Regions from separate parts of the Mus musculus genome. Here region 1 is linked to region 2. Evidence: chromatin contacts called from public Hi-C data. All regions are on one chromosome and are shown on one strand. The core of a region is the stretch at or near the end of the contact, and the rest is flanking DNA. Distances in the headings are between cores, read along the strand shown. Region 1 overlaps Pde4b (phosphodiesterase 4B, cAMP specific). Region 2 overlaps Jak1 (Janus kinase 1).

The links. A called contact is a pair of places that touch in the nucleus more often than the background predicts.
Region 1: a contact with region 2 is called in a Hi-C map of CD4 T cells, with 2.8 times the contacts expected there. The contact joins two enhancer-like sites. A contact is called at or near these places in 4 of 484 Hi-C or Micro-C datasets (CD4 T cells, CD8 T cells and regulatory T cells) and 1 of 9 other capture datasets (liver).

Annotation. Positions count from the first base shown.
Region 1 is chr4:102,510,521-102,513,220 of GRCm38.p6, reverse strand. All of the region lies in intron 5 of Pde4b (phosphodiesterase 4B, cAMP specific), which reads right to left. The region is part of intron 2 of Gm52668 (a long non-coding RNA gene); the gene reads left to right. Among named protein-coding and RNA genes, the nearest start is that of Gm52668, 3.6 kb to the left of the region's middle. Within about 2 kb of position 1,395, at least 242 of the 459 cell types and tissues checked have an H3K27ac peak or open chromatin away from gene starts, as enhancers often do. A contact at or near this core is called in CD8 T cells and regulatory T cells, where this site is marked.
Region 2 is chr4:101,181,590-101,184,289 of GRCm38.p6, reverse strand. Jak1 (Janus kinase 1) reads left to right here. Exons shown (of 25, transcript NM_146145.2): 6 at 2,347-2,510. Among named protein-coding and RNA genes, the nearest start is that of Gm24468, 3.8 kb to the left of the region's middle. Within about 2 kb of position 1,394, at least 132 of the 459 cell types and tissues checked have an H3K27ac peak or open chromatin away from gene starts, as enhancers often do. A contact at or near this core is called in CD8 T cells and regulatory T cells, where this site is marked.

The sequences.
Region 1 (2,700 bases), core at 146-2,645, 1.3 Mb before region 2:
ACAGGCTTCACTTCACGTGCTTTGAGCGTCACATGCCATCAAGGTTAGCCAGGGATTTCAGCACTGTGCGCATGTTCTGAGAGTCAGCAGAGATGTAGGCAAGCCTGAACAAAGCAAAGGAAGCAGCCGAGCTCCTCCGATGTTTCGGACTCAAGCTTGGGCAATCATTCACTGCTATTTGCTCATTCCATTAGTGTTTACTGGGCATCAGTTAGGTTTTACATTCTTAGTTGGAAGCCCAAAACTAGAGGATTTGTCTATGCATTTGAGATACTCATGCTTCGGTTAGGGAAGAAAACAAGATATTTCAAGTACTATTTTTGAGATTTTGAGACACTGATTAAAAGTTTCTGAGATAATAATTGAATAGGACATTATAGGGACATAATCTGAAGATGTCAGATAAGTAGTCTCAAATGATAAAAATGTACATTCCAGATGGAAATGGATAAATCATGTGGTATTTTCTAAATATATACTATATACCAGGCCTTTTATTGAAAATACATGTTTATTTTAATCGTCACTCAAGAATTGAAGAAGCAAAAAAAACATATACAGCCCTGGGAAAAGAGTCAGTGTGGAAAGATAGGAGGCAGGAGGCTGGCATATTTATCTCACACAACCATGAATTGAGCAATGTAGGGGTAAGGCAATAAGGGAGACAAGGACACATGCACTCACGCACACATGCATGCACGCACGCATGCATGCATGCACGCACGAATGCACATACACTCCCACACATGCACACTCACACACACCACCCAAAATCAAAACAAGACAATAACAAAACAATCAATAATGGGGCTTAGAAGAAGCATGCTAGATCAGAAAGAAGGTTGGGTCAGAACGTGCAAACACTGTGGACAACAAACCACGTTGGAAGATGACCATAATGTTTTGGGTACAGGAAAACAAAGTCCTTTATGCCGGGAGAGAAGAAAAGACTAGAAAGAAGTGGTTAAAGGAGCTGGCTGTCCTGGCAATGAGAGAGAAATGGATGAAGACGGTGCAGTTTTGGTTCTCCCAAGCCAGGAACTGCAGAACAAGGGAACAGAGCAGGGAGGACATGGAACCTGGGTCTCCACGTAACTCAAGAAGGGTTACCAAAAGTTTCAAGTGTCTAGCATTTCTATACACCCCAGTGATAAATAAAGGAAGGGAACCATCCATGGACTGGAGGGGCAAGGACTGTAGTAAGAAGTAAGTTTTATAGCCTGCATGGTAGATGAAGGGAGCCAGATCTGAAGAGATGATGAAGGTAGCTTTCTGGCTCTGAGCCTCAGTGGTAGAAAAGTCCAGGTGTGGAGCGAGTCCTTGGCAGACATTCCAGCTGCAGCTCAGGTAAACAGAGCCTGCAGGCATTCCCAGGAAGAGGCAGCTGTGTCCCGAAGGGCTTTTCTCCGACAGGCCTGGAAGCTGCTACGTGATCGGGCTTGAGGCGGGCAGCAGCTGGGGTTTGGGAGGACACAGGCACGTGGATAGCCTCCTGTGGGTACACTGCTGCAGATGAGACAGCCCTGAGAACCAGTTTGTCTTCCTGGCTTCCTCCTCCACCCTTCGCTACAGAGGCTCAGTGCCACAGCCCGAAACAGCTGCAGAAAGATTGATTCAGAGATGAGGGCTACAGCTTTGAGCCGTGCAGAGGCAGCAGAAAAGGCAATCTGTGTGCCTCTTTGAAGGACGCTGTTTGTTTAAGGATCCAAACGTCAAACAACTTCAGTAGCAGACAACAGTGATTTGGCTAGAACAATGTATGCCCCTGAATTAACATCAAGATGGGCTGAACAGAGCAAACTAGAGACTCCTTTTTTTCAAAGTTCAGTATCTTCCTCTATGGTCTCAATTACAGGAGATCCATTTGTGCACAAAACATTTAGGCAATAATATCTGGGTGTCTTTTGGAGTCTACTGTAACCAAAGAGAAAGAAAGGCCGGAACAAAATGCAAAGGGCAAAAAGAAACTGTTTGGAGACAGTCGGCTACAGTGTAAACTTTTCGTTCTCTCTCATAGCAAAACCTGATGGCTGTCTTTGAAAAAAAAAAAAAAAAGTGTCTGTATCTAGGTCCCTGGCAGTGATTTGCCTCTGGGAGGGCCAGCAATCTATTTAATGACTCCATTGACGTCAATGGCATAACTGAAATACTTACTAACATGCATGATTCCAGCTTTCAGGGGGAGGGGGTGGACAGTGTCTCTCAGCAGCGCGAAAACACGATGTGGAGTCTGTGAGGAACGGACTTGGCTCTTTCTGCAAATGCTAAGGGACTAGATGCTGCTGGTCCCCCAGGTCCTGATTAATATGAGGAAAAAAAACTTTTCCTGCTAAATGAAGAAATTAATTCTGAACAAGGGAACGTGGCCACTAATAAGCAAGACCTTATTTTTAGCTGTGTTTGCTCAAGGGAACAGTTTTTACCATTCTCACTTTAGCTGCCTTACTAATGATTTTGCAGTTAGCCATCCTTAAATTTAGACATATATGAAATCATTGCAAATCATTGCAGGCAGTTCAGCGTCCATGTTCTGGGGTAAATGTTTATAGGATGGCTATTTTAGACAAAACAGGCTCTTTCAAACCATTTGGGGCACTATCTTGAGAATTTCCCAGCTTTTCTGGTATAGTTCTATTTTATGACTTCTATTTGTATATAAAGGCTCTTTATATATGGGTGTAACTGAGCCGATTGTCCCAG
Region 2 (2,700 bases), core at 145-2,644:
CCTGGTGGGGCTCAGAGTCCCTGTGCAGTTGTGCTTAGTGGCACTTTATGGCCTGTTCTCAGATGCCCAGGTGACTGGGAAGGCCGTAGGCTCCTAGCTATGGGCCTTCCACACCAGTTACTTTCTTTCCACTGCTTTCTACCACTTTGCTTATCAGCTGTATTCTACATGAGAGGGCACAGAGTAGCTTTTGAAGGGAAGTGAGGTAGCAGCCAGGCCAAGAGAGGCTGGAGGTGCCTGGAATTGCATTGCTTCGGGATAGCTAGCATGTTTGATGCAATGTTTCCTGATTTCAATGTCAATTTTCTATTACCCCATGTATACTGCATTTGGAAATACCATAATGCCCATGTTATTTATAAACCGCATCTTTATTCATCTTATTTTCATCTTCCTTCTCATTTTTTAGATATCCATTATAAATAGTGATCTGGCTGGACATGGTGATGTGTACCTTTATAGTCAGAGGCAGAACTATAGCAAAGTTGAGGCCAGCCTGGTCTGTATACACATACACACACACACATACACACACACACACACACACACACACACACAGGGCCATGGTTATTGTGAGATCTTGTCCCAGATCGACTCATCTTTAATGGCTTCATATCAATTCATTGATGTAACATCAAGTTACACAGGTGTCCGTGTCTTGTTTGCTTTCTGCGGTTGTATTTGTCAAGACCCTGGGTACTTGGACGAAACAATATGGTTTCTGTGTGCCCCCATTATATCCTCAAGTGAGACAAAAAGAAACAGTGAGTTTGTAAATATCACATAGATAGTGCACAGAAAATCATGAGGGTCAGGCATTCCATCTCAGACTTGTGAAGTGCCGTAATCTCAGCACTTTAAAGACTCAGGTGGTGAGTTTGAAGTCAGCCTGGGTTACACAGTGAGACTGACTTAAACAAAAAAGAGCAGAAAGGGACAGACTTTAGTGATAGAGCCTGTGGAGCGGCTTGAACTGGGAGAACTCAGGAAGAAAGGAGGAGATTGCCCTGCTTCAAGGATGGCTCCATCCTTGCTTTAGAGTCTCACCTTCAGGAGACTCAGTGTCAGTTACTTGAGGTTAGAGCGCTCACAGTCAGGTTCTCCCTCCTCTTCCAAGATCTCAGCATCCATCAGAGTTCTTGCTCCTCCAGTACTGTTGGTATAAATTCTTGTTCTTTCTCAAAACTTTGTGGAAATGGCCAGTGACCTTGCTTTAACCTGAAAGAAAAAACCTCCTACTATGGACAGAAAGAACTTCAGCCTATCTCACCCCTAAGAAAACAAAGCAAAACAGTAATGTGAAACTGAGAAGTGCTTTCAGGGGAAGTGAGTCAGTAGAAGCCACTCTGCCAGATGCGCTCTTGCCTGGATAGAAAGCAGCTGGGAAGCTCAGCCTCCTCGGCGTGGGAATGCCTAGCAGAGAGTGGTGGGCTGTGGGAGTGTTGAGGAAAGGCGCCCTGAGTCAGGATCGGGCTCGCCTTTTTTTTTTTTTTTTTTTTTTTTTTTTTTGCAAGCATCTAACATTAGTGCTTCCTGTTTCTCTTCTTCAGAGCGGACCGGATGTTGTGCTCAGTTAGATTCCTCCCCTAGTGGGACTCTGACAGGGCTGTTGTGAGGACTAAGGTGAAGTAAAGGAACAACTCCCATGTCTGGCAGGGAGGGAGCTTAGCGGCTAGGGAGTGTGAGCCTGCACTGCCCATCATTGCTCTGAGCAAGGCTAGCTGTGGGTACTGGTTCTAGTCCAGTTTTACATACTTTATTTTATTTTTTGTTTGTTTGTAAAGTCCCCATTGGTTTGTGGAATGCTATGTTCCTCGCTCCATCTGTGAGATAGTGTGCTCTCATGGCGTTCTTCTGTACTAGAAATGTGAATAACACATACGGAACAAACTAATGGTTTGTGGTAATGATGCTCTGTGGAATGTAACTCCTTCCCCTGTCTCCAAACCCATAATAGTACATATTTATGAAATTAATGCTGTCAGCCCGTGTCACCTGCCTTGCAGTTGAGACCTAATAGTCACAGTGTTTAGGCATTGTTAATTTAGAGGCCCCATGAAGGGGGGGGGGGGGCGCTGTGAATCTGTGTTCTTCACCAGCACCTTGACAGGTACTCAGTAAATACTCACTAAATGAATGGATGAATGAATGAATGAATGAAGTCATCTAGGAGAACATATTCTTAGCTGCCTTGTGCTCCACTTGAGTGGGAACAGCCTTGATCCTGGAGACACACTGATGCTTCTCTTTGCTGGGTGGCATTTTGGCCAGCTCTTCTCTCTAGGTCAGCATGGTGGCTCCTGAAGCTTAGGTGGTGACTCAGTTTTTCTCTTCTCTGCTCCCAAGGGACAGTATGATTTGATCAAATGCCTGGCTCCCATTCGGGACCCCAAGACGGAGCAAGACGGACATGATATTGAAAATGAGTGCCTGGGCATGGCGGTCCTGGCCATCTCCCACTATGCCATGATGAAGAAGATGCAGTTGCCGGAACTTCCCAAAGACATCAGGTACGCCTTCCTGATGATCCGAGTCGGTTGTAGGCACCTGGTACTGATTTGGGACATTGTTTTTGAAGCACAGTCTTGCTGTGTGTAGCTCAGGCTAGCCTCAAACTCATGTTCTTCCTTCCTCAAGTACCTCCAAGTACTGAGATTACAGGCATGTTCCACCTCACCTAACTGTAATGCTATTTTATAT